Linked DNA regions of Mus musculus: regions 1 and 3 are each linked to region 2. The links are chromatin contacts, called in public Hi-C maps. All regions are on one chromosome and are shown on one strand. Each heading gives the region's core, a stretch centred on a gene start, on an enhancer-like site or on the middle of the called end of the contact. The rest is flanking DNA. Distances are from core to core; before and after follow the strand shown.

Evidence for each region. Hi-C and Micro-C count contacts between places; a contact is called where the count stands out from the background.
Region 1: a contact with region 2 is called in a Hi-C map of myocytes, with 3 times the contacts expected there. The contact joins the enhancer-like site here to the promoter of Lrrn1 in region 2. A contact is called at or near these places in 1 of 39 promoter capture datasets (hippocampal neurons), 10 of 484 Hi-C or Micro-C datasets (cerebellar granule neurons, cerebellum, cerebral cortex and 6 more) and 8 of 115 datasets of contacts at active chromatin or transcription factors (differentiating embryonic stem cells, embryonic forebrain, embryonic midbrain and 3 more).
Region 3: a contact with region 2 is called in a Hi-C map of cerebellum, with 2.2 times the contacts expected there. The contact joins the enhancer-like site here to the promoter of Lrrn1 in region 2. A contact is called at or near these places in 2 of 39 promoter capture datasets (embryonic stem cells and hippocampal neurons) and 2 of 484 Hi-C or Micro-C datasets (cerebellum and cortical neurons).

Annotation. Positions count from the first base shown.
Region 1 is chr6:107,706,977-107,709,676 of GRCm38.p6, reverse strand. No RefSeq gene overlaps it. Among named protein-coding and RNA genes, the nearest start is that of Gm35017, 110 kb to the left of the region's middle. Within about 2 kb of position 1,271, at least 3 of the 459 cell types and tissues checked have an H3K27ac peak or open chromatin away from gene starts, as enhancers often do. A contact at or near this core is called in myocytes, where this site is marked.
Region 2 is chr6:107,528,284-107,530,983 of GRCm38.p6, reverse strand. Lrrn1 (leucine rich repeat protein 1, neuronal) reads right to left here and starts at 1,258. Exons shown (of 2, transcript NM_008516.4): 1 at 741-1,258.
Region 3 is chr6:107,289,693-107,292,392 of GRCm38.p6, reverse strand. No RefSeq gene overlaps it. Among named protein-coding and RNA genes, the nearest start is that of Gm34933, 96 kb to the right of the region's middle. Within about 2 kb of position 1,337, at least 6 of the 459 cell types and tissues checked have an H3K27ac peak or open chromatin away from gene starts, as enhancers often do. A contact at or near this core is called in cerebellum, where this site is marked.

The sequences.
Region 1 (2,700 bases), core at 22-2,521, 180 kb before region 2:
CAAGTCAACATAATGTCCTAATTTTAATATAAAGTTTTGGAAAATGTAGTTTAAAATGAATGTAGTCTGAGCTTCAATATGTAAGAGCTTGGGGCTGGTTACATTGAAAGATGTAAAGTGGTCAGGTACTTGTCTCTGCGTGAAGAGGAGAAACCATAAGTATAGACAGAGACAGGAACTTTGTACTTGTGACTCAAATGCCAAGAAGGTAGTTTTATTATTAATGAAGTGATTTTTAAGAGAGTGAAAAATTTTGACAATTTTTTTAAAAACTAGAATCTCCTCCTGATTTATAGGTTTGAGGAAATTCTGAAAATCTGCAACATGTTAGAATTCACAGCAAAACATACCCTCAGGTGATATGTAAGCGAAGTAGGCATCCGACTCCATATACTAACAAAGGGGTTTGCACCTGCAGCAATGTTCAGAGGAACACAGTACCATTAATGCTTGTACATTAGTGGCGGAGTGTCAATTTATCATAGCCTCTATTCACTAAATGCCAGTAAAAGTAGGGCAACTGTATGGGACGAGGTAGATCTTATTGTTGCAGCAACCAAAAACATCATTTATAATTCAAAAATGGAGGCAGTAACATCCTAATTGAAAGTCAGTGATTGATCTAAATATTGGGTTTACATATCATCATGAACATGCAAGAATAAATGAAAATTAGCCCAGGCATTAAATTAACACACAGAGGACAGAATTTAGTGTACAGGCAATGATACAGTACAGGTAGCAACAGCTGACTGGCTATCTAGACATAATTGACAGATAATATACAGATAGCAGTTGTTGAACAGTATCAGTGCTCAGTGAACAGGGCTGATATCCTCTGGGAGCAAAAGTAGAGAACAGGAGGCCCAGACAGATGTCTGATTGAATGAACTAGACTTTGGATCTTTGGATTAAGGAAGAAGTTGAAACTCAATAGACACACAGCTGCTCTGGTCTGATAGCCACTGAACCCCACCGTGATGGAAGCAGTATGAATCCTTATGTCTCTTTCTGGGGATGAGCCTGGTTATTTTGATCAGCCTTAGTCTGGATTTACCAAATTGGGTTTGGGGCTACATACCTAAGGCTTTGTGGATTCACTCCTTAGAGGAGGCAGGGAGTGAATAATGTAGGGCTCAAATACTAGAAGGAAGTTCCAGAAAGACAGGTGTTGGTTCAGCACTGGGAAGCACTTCTGGTGGAATTGCCTGGCTTGCGAAATATGACCTACCCTGGGACAATAACAACTCACATCTTCAAAGAGATTTGTGTCTGCTATTAAGTTTCAGCATATTATCTGAGATCATTTGGGCCTTCGGTTGCTATTAGTCTCATGTTGCCTGGGATCATTTATTTTTAGCCTTCTGGTGAGATCATTTACACTGAGGTAATAGGCTCTACACTTACCAGATTCCAGAAGACCTGGTGTTTAGAAGGGGGCAGGGAATGGCCTCCATTGCTTTTCCATATTGCTTGGGTTTTAGAATCACCAGAGGAAATTTTTTAGTAAATATTTTATTCCATACTCATACATTCGTACAGTATATTTGGCTTCAATCCACCCCTGCCCCACCATTCTCGCCTCTATCTCCCCTAGTTTCCCCTCCCAACTTTATGTGCTCCCTGCTTTGCTTCTTTAATTTCCTAGCCGCTGTGTCATTTAATGCTGCCCATATGTGCATGGGTGTTGGCCCATCTACTGGAGGATGTGTAGTCTCTTAGGGACAAAATCTCTGAAGAAAAGTTATTCTCTCTCTCCCAGTGACCAGCCACTGCCAATTAGCTCCTCAAATGAGGAAAGACTTCATAAGCTCCTCCCCCATCTATGGTGAAGTTTTGGTTGGCTTGCTCTTTCTTGATCACACAGGTCTTCTCCACGCAGTACACCTATTGGGGTTTCATGTGTGCGACTGTGCTGTTGTGGACAGAAAATACTGTTTTGCCGCAGATATCCACTGCTCCTGGCTCTTACAGTCCTTCCACATGTTCTGCCCTCCTCAGACTGTATATATTCAGATGATATAAATATGGGATATGTAGTTCTAAAAAGCCCCCCAAGTGCTCTCCTGTGTAATGCTTATGAGGAATGCCTGTACAAATGTGTAGTTACTTTCTAGCATCTTAGAGCATGTTTTCCGCCAGGGCTCCAATTCACTCTTCTCCAGAATGCCTAGTTTGCTGACAGACACAATGTTCTTACACAATAAATGTTAGGTCTGTCGCTGTCAACCTGGAGTCACAGCTCCTTTAGGGGTCAAATGAGCCTTTCACAGGGGCTGCATATCAGATCTCCTGCATTTTAGGTGTTCACATTACAATTCATGACAATAGCAAACTTACAGTTATAAAGTAGCAATGAAATAATTTTATGGTTGGGGAGTCACCACAATATGAAGAACTGTATTAAAGAGTCCCAGCATTAGGAAGATGTGTTCGGAGGATGTTTTCTTAATGTGAACTTATAGGCACCGTGAACTTTGTGTGTGCATTGCTTATATGGGCATATGTGATATTTTGCAGTAGTATGAGGTTTGTTAAAACACTTCTCAGTTTTTACTTTTTCTGCTTACTAATTTGTTTTAATTACTAATTTAATTACTCAAAATTAATGGTTTACTTGCAGAGACTTAAGTCTGACCATGTGAGAATGTCATGACAAGAAAGCACCATCTTTGAGGCCCAAAGCAGTCCCTCACCTCA
Region 2 (2,700 bases), core at 9-2,508:
ACACTCGCTGGCAAACTTTCCTAGTCACTGACCCCAGAGCAGAATGCCTGGAAAAGATCAAGACTTCCCTGAAATTTCCACGTCTGTAGCAAGCCTCCTTAAGGGAGCTACCCCTTCTAGGCTCAAAACAGTTTTCTCCTCCTTGGACCACATAACAGTTGAGTATGTTCTCCCCAATGCTCTGACTTCAGTATCCTCAGTGTTTTGTTAATTACACTCCTTGCTCTTTATTCTTAGCATCGTAGCCTCTGCCGAGACCTTTTCCTCTCCCCACAACCTGCCACCTTTCTTTCCTTTTGACCCCATTTCCAACTCCCTGGGTCTTCTGTCTGCTCTCTTCCCAGGTCCCCAGCTTCTTTCCCCTGATCACAGCACCAAGCCTTCTCTTCTCTTTCCCCCTCTGATGGGTCCCTGAGATCCTGGGGCCTCAGCTCCAGTCACTGCCTTTTGCCCATTTCTGTCTGGCCTTTCTTCTCAACTATTGCTCTCGCTCGCCCTGCTTCATTTTGAAGGCAAGAGGGTGATCGGTAGATTCTCCTTTCCCGACTTCGTTTTTCCTCCTTGCTCGAGAAACCGCGCCCCCTTGTTCCCCTTAGCCCTGAGATCTTATCCCGAGGTTTCTCAAACGCAGTAGGGTCCGCCAAGCTGCCAAGTTTGTCTCTACTTCCTCCCTGCTGCCTCCCACACCTCCCGCTGCCTCCCACACCTCCTGCTGCGGCCCAGTTGGTCCGGGCACTTACCCTAAGGCTGGGCTGACAGGGGTGTTGGGGTGCGCACGGAGCGGGTGGTGGTGGCAGCAGCAGCCACTAGCCGGAGGATGAGGACCGGCAGAGCAGCGCCTCCACCCAGCCCGCAGCGCGCACTGGCTCCTTGGGGGACCCCCAGCAGAGCACCAAGATGCAAGGCGAGACAGCCGCGGGAGCAACAGCTGCTGCGCGGGGCTGGGCTAAATCGCGTTCTTGGGGGTCGTGGTAGAGACAGGCGGGAATAGGAAAGAGGGTAGAAGAAATGGGGTGCAGAGGGCGGGGCAGCGAAGGATCGGTCTCAAGGAAGGCGCCCGAGGCGCCTCGGAGTGCGGTGGCAAGGATGCCACTGTCTGGGAGGACGCCGCGGGCCCCGGTCCCCGCCCGACAAGCGCTGCAAACCGGGGCGCACGGCCCTCGCCTGGCTTCACGGCTTGCTGCCGGCGCCCTCCGTGCGCCCCGCTTTGTGCTCCCCGCAGCCGGCGTGCACCTGGTGTAAGCAAAAGCGGTCAGCTGATGGGCTGCGCGCCGATTGGCTGCTTAGCGGTCTCCTCCCCTCCCGCCCGACCCCCTTCCCGGCCTCCCCCTCCCGCCCTCCCGCCCGCTACGCCCGCCTAGGCGCAGTCCCGCGCTGGGGCACCATCTGTAGCCCGCCCAACAAAGGGGCAGCTCGGGCCCGCCACCCTGGGCCTGCCAGATCGCTGCAATGCCACTACAGCCGCTGCAGGGAGCAGAGAGCCACTCCTTTTTTCTTTTTTTCATTTTCTTCTTTTTTAAAAAAATAGGGACGAAAGACTGTGACTGGGAGAGGAAGGCAAGGACAGGGGAAGAACCCTTGTAGGAACGCCATAGTCTCCATGGGACTGCAATGGAGTTTTAAGTATGAGATCTGACCCATCCTTTGGAGATAGTTGGCTATGTGGTGCATACATACATACCCGCAGCTGAAATGGTTAATGCCCTTGCCGAACCCAGGGTAGTTCTGTGACCCTTAATTGCGAGGCAAAGCCACTGTGAAATTCTGGAGGCTTTCTGGAAACAATTCTGAAACTTTGAAACTGTGTAGTGTCTGTTTGGTTAGGTGTGAAACTTGTGTTCACATTAGCAGAGGATTGATTGAAAGTGCAGACTGCAGAGCGGTGTGAGGGCAAGGGTGGTGGGAGGCAGGCAAGAGTGTGGAAGGGAGGGTGGAAGTGGTTGAAGACTAGACCTGAACCAGGGTCTCAACTTCAAAGTGACAATCCAAAGCAAGGTTCAGGAAAAGCCTTTGATAAGTGCTATTGGGGGAATCAGCTTTAAGAGAGAGAGAGAGAGAGAGAGAGAGAGAGAGAGAGAGCATCAGCAACTTTGAGAAAGAGAACCTGATTTTATTTCCCCGGGATACTCAAGTCAAGAAATTCTGGGGAATTTGTGAAAGGATGGACCATGTAGAGACTGCCTTATCCAGGGATCCACCCCATAATCAGCATCCAAACGCTGACACTATTGCATACACTAGCAAGATTTTATCGAAAGGACCCAGATGTAGCTGTCTCTTGTAAGACTATGCCGGGGCCTAGCAAACACAGAAGTGGATGCCCACAGTCAGCTAATGGATGGATCACGGGGCTCCCAATGGAGGAGCTAGAGAAAGTACCCAAGGAGCTAAAGGGATCTGCAACCCTATAGGTGGATCAACATTATGAACTAACCAGTACCCCGGAGCTCTTGACTCTAGCTGCATGTGTATCAAAAGATGGCCTAGTCGGCCATCACTGGAAAGAGAGGCCCATTGGACACACAAACTTTATATGCCCCAGAACAGGGGAACGCCAGGGCCAAAAAGGGGGAGTGGGCGGGTAAGGGAGTGGGGGTGGGTATGGGGGACTTTTGGTATAGCATTGGAAATGTAAATGAGCTAAAATACCTAATTTAAAAAAAAAGAAATTCTGGGGAATTTGGAAGACTACGTTATCAC
Region 3 (2,700 bases), core at 88-2,587, 240 kb after region 2:
CCTACATAGCTGCATGAATATACATTCTCATCTACAACATATAAGGATAATTTCTTCCCAGAAACCATTTGACTCTCTTCTTAGTGGTAGTCTTTCTGACTTGGGTGGTGCAGAATCTGGGTGAGTTTTTATTTGCATTTTCCTAATAGCTAAGGATATTAGCCATCGTTTCATGCCTTTGTTGTCTATTTTTGCTTGTTTTGAGGCTCTCTCTTCAATTCATTTGTCCATCTATTGACATGATTGTTTTGGGTTGCTTAATTTATTAATCACCCATCAAATGTATAGTTGCCAAAGATTTATCTGCTGCTTCGTAGGCTGGCTCTTTCATCTGCTGATTATTTCCATTAGGGGATATTTTTTTTTAAGGAAATGAGGCTTATCTATTATGATTTGTATTAGTCGGTGAAGCTTGGAATTTAAATTCATTCAGTCATTCAATTATCATTATCCCAGTTACTAATACTATGGAAAGTCAGCAGCACGTGCTGTTCCAAATGGTTTTTAAGAGTTTCCATGATGAGCATACAAAGGGTCAAGCTTAAGTTGCAGGGTGACGCCTTCTCAGCAGCAGAAGCTGTGGCTGTGTACATGCAATTTGTCTTCCTATAATCAAAGTTATTTTTTTCTTCTTTTGAAAGCTCACCTAGAAACATTACTCAAGAAACCTATAATAATGTATAAAGCAACCCTTTCAGAAAATTAATCTTCAACACCATGGAACAGACAAAATGAAAATGAATTAAGGAGGTATCAGAAAAACATTTTTCAGGATATTGGACTCCTCCCAACTAGGACAAACTCTTCATTGCTTATTCCAAACAAGAAAGCTCATTAATTTATATAATGCAGGTCAAACATAGAACATTAACTTCCCTTAGTTTCTATAACTGCAGAAAAAAGGGAAAAAACCTTCATTAATTATCCCAACATTCTGCATGCAGATAAGTATGATTAAATTTATTTTCTCGGCAACTCAGAAATTCTTGTACAGTGAATGCTAAAATGGCCCAGGTACATTCTCAAATTTTTCTCTACCTCTGGCAACATCCTTCAAGCAGATACGTACTACCAGGTTTATTTTCTTTGTAACTTGGAAATGGAACTAAAATACACGTTGCTTTGTTGCATTTTCAAATTTTGATCTTTGCCTCTGTCTGAAGAAGGTGAGTAGCATTGATTTTTTTTTTAAAGACCCGTGGCTTCGTAGAAGAGAACCTCCAGGTGTGGCAAACATTAGCAAATTATCTTCAAGAGAAAGTGGGCACCGTGCTCAGTGTGCTCTGTTTTATGCTTTGGAGAAAGTCCAGAGAGAACTGGACTCCTTCCCAAAAAGACTGTACCACAGCCATATGTGCAGATGGGGACTCTGCATTCTTCCTTACAGTGTGGTCCTTTGCCTCAGAGAGGAATAGTGACTGGAGAACTCTTAGGATCTAGGATCTGAGGGTGGGAACTGCTTTCTGATGTGCTTTGATGCCAAGGCAAGTGTTCTGCTTCTTGACTTAGTGTGAGAGTACCCATCCTCTTTAAGGGGCAGGACAGCAGGAGAGCCTCCTAGGTAGTTTGACTTTGAGAGCAGTGAGGTCTTTTGTTAGAATTTCATGTTTGTTCTCAGATATTCAGACACTACCTAAGCCTTTGTTTGTAATAGTAAATATAACATAATTGGGAAATGAAGAAGCTGCCCAGAAGCTAAAAGCTGCTTTGGTTGTTTGATTCCTGGAAGAACCCTGGCCACATGGAAAACTTTTTTAACCACTCAGCAGACTTGGGGTGAAGCGATTTGCTCTCATTTTTCTCTTACAATTTCATCTGAAATACAAGGGTTAGGCAGCTAGACTGCAGTCGGCAATCTGGATATCAGCCTTAGCTCACTTTGTTGTAAAATCTTGACTTAATTAACCTCTTTCTTTTTTTAAGTGTAAAAAAAAATTATTTCGCCCTTCCGCTCGACTCCAGCCCCGGGCTACCTTGCCAGCAGAGTCTTGCCCAACACCCGCAAGGGCCCACACGGGACCCCCCACGGGATCCTAAGACCTCTGGTGAGTGGAACACAGCGCCTGCCCCAATCCACTCGCACGGAACCTGAGACTGCGGTACATAGGGAAGCAGGCTACCCGGGCCTGATCTGGGGCACAAGTCCCTTCCGCTCGACTCGAGCCCCGGGCTACCTTGCCAGCAGAGTCTTGCCCAACACCCGCAAGGGCCCACATGGGACCCCACACGGGACTCTAAGACCTCTGGTGAGTGGAACACAACTTCTGCCAGGAGTCTGGTTCGAACACCAGATATCTGGGTACCTGCCCTGCAAGAAGAGAGCTTGCCTGCAGAGAATACTCTGCCCACTGAAACTAAGGAGAGTGCTACCCTCCAGGTCTGCTTATAGAGGCTAACAGAGTCACCTGAAGAACAAGCTCTTAACAGTGACAACTAAAACAGCTAGCTTCAGAGATTACCAGATGGCGAAAGGCAAACGTAAGAATCCTACTAACAGAAATCAAGACCACTCACCATCATCAGAACGCAGCACTCCCACCCCACCTAGTCCTGGGCACCCCAACACAACCGAAAATCTAGACCCAGATTTAAAAACATTTCTCACGATGATGATAGAGGACATCAAGAAGGACTTTCATAAGTCACTTAAAGAATTACAGGAGAGCACTGCTAAAGAGTTACAGGCCCTTAAAGAAAAGC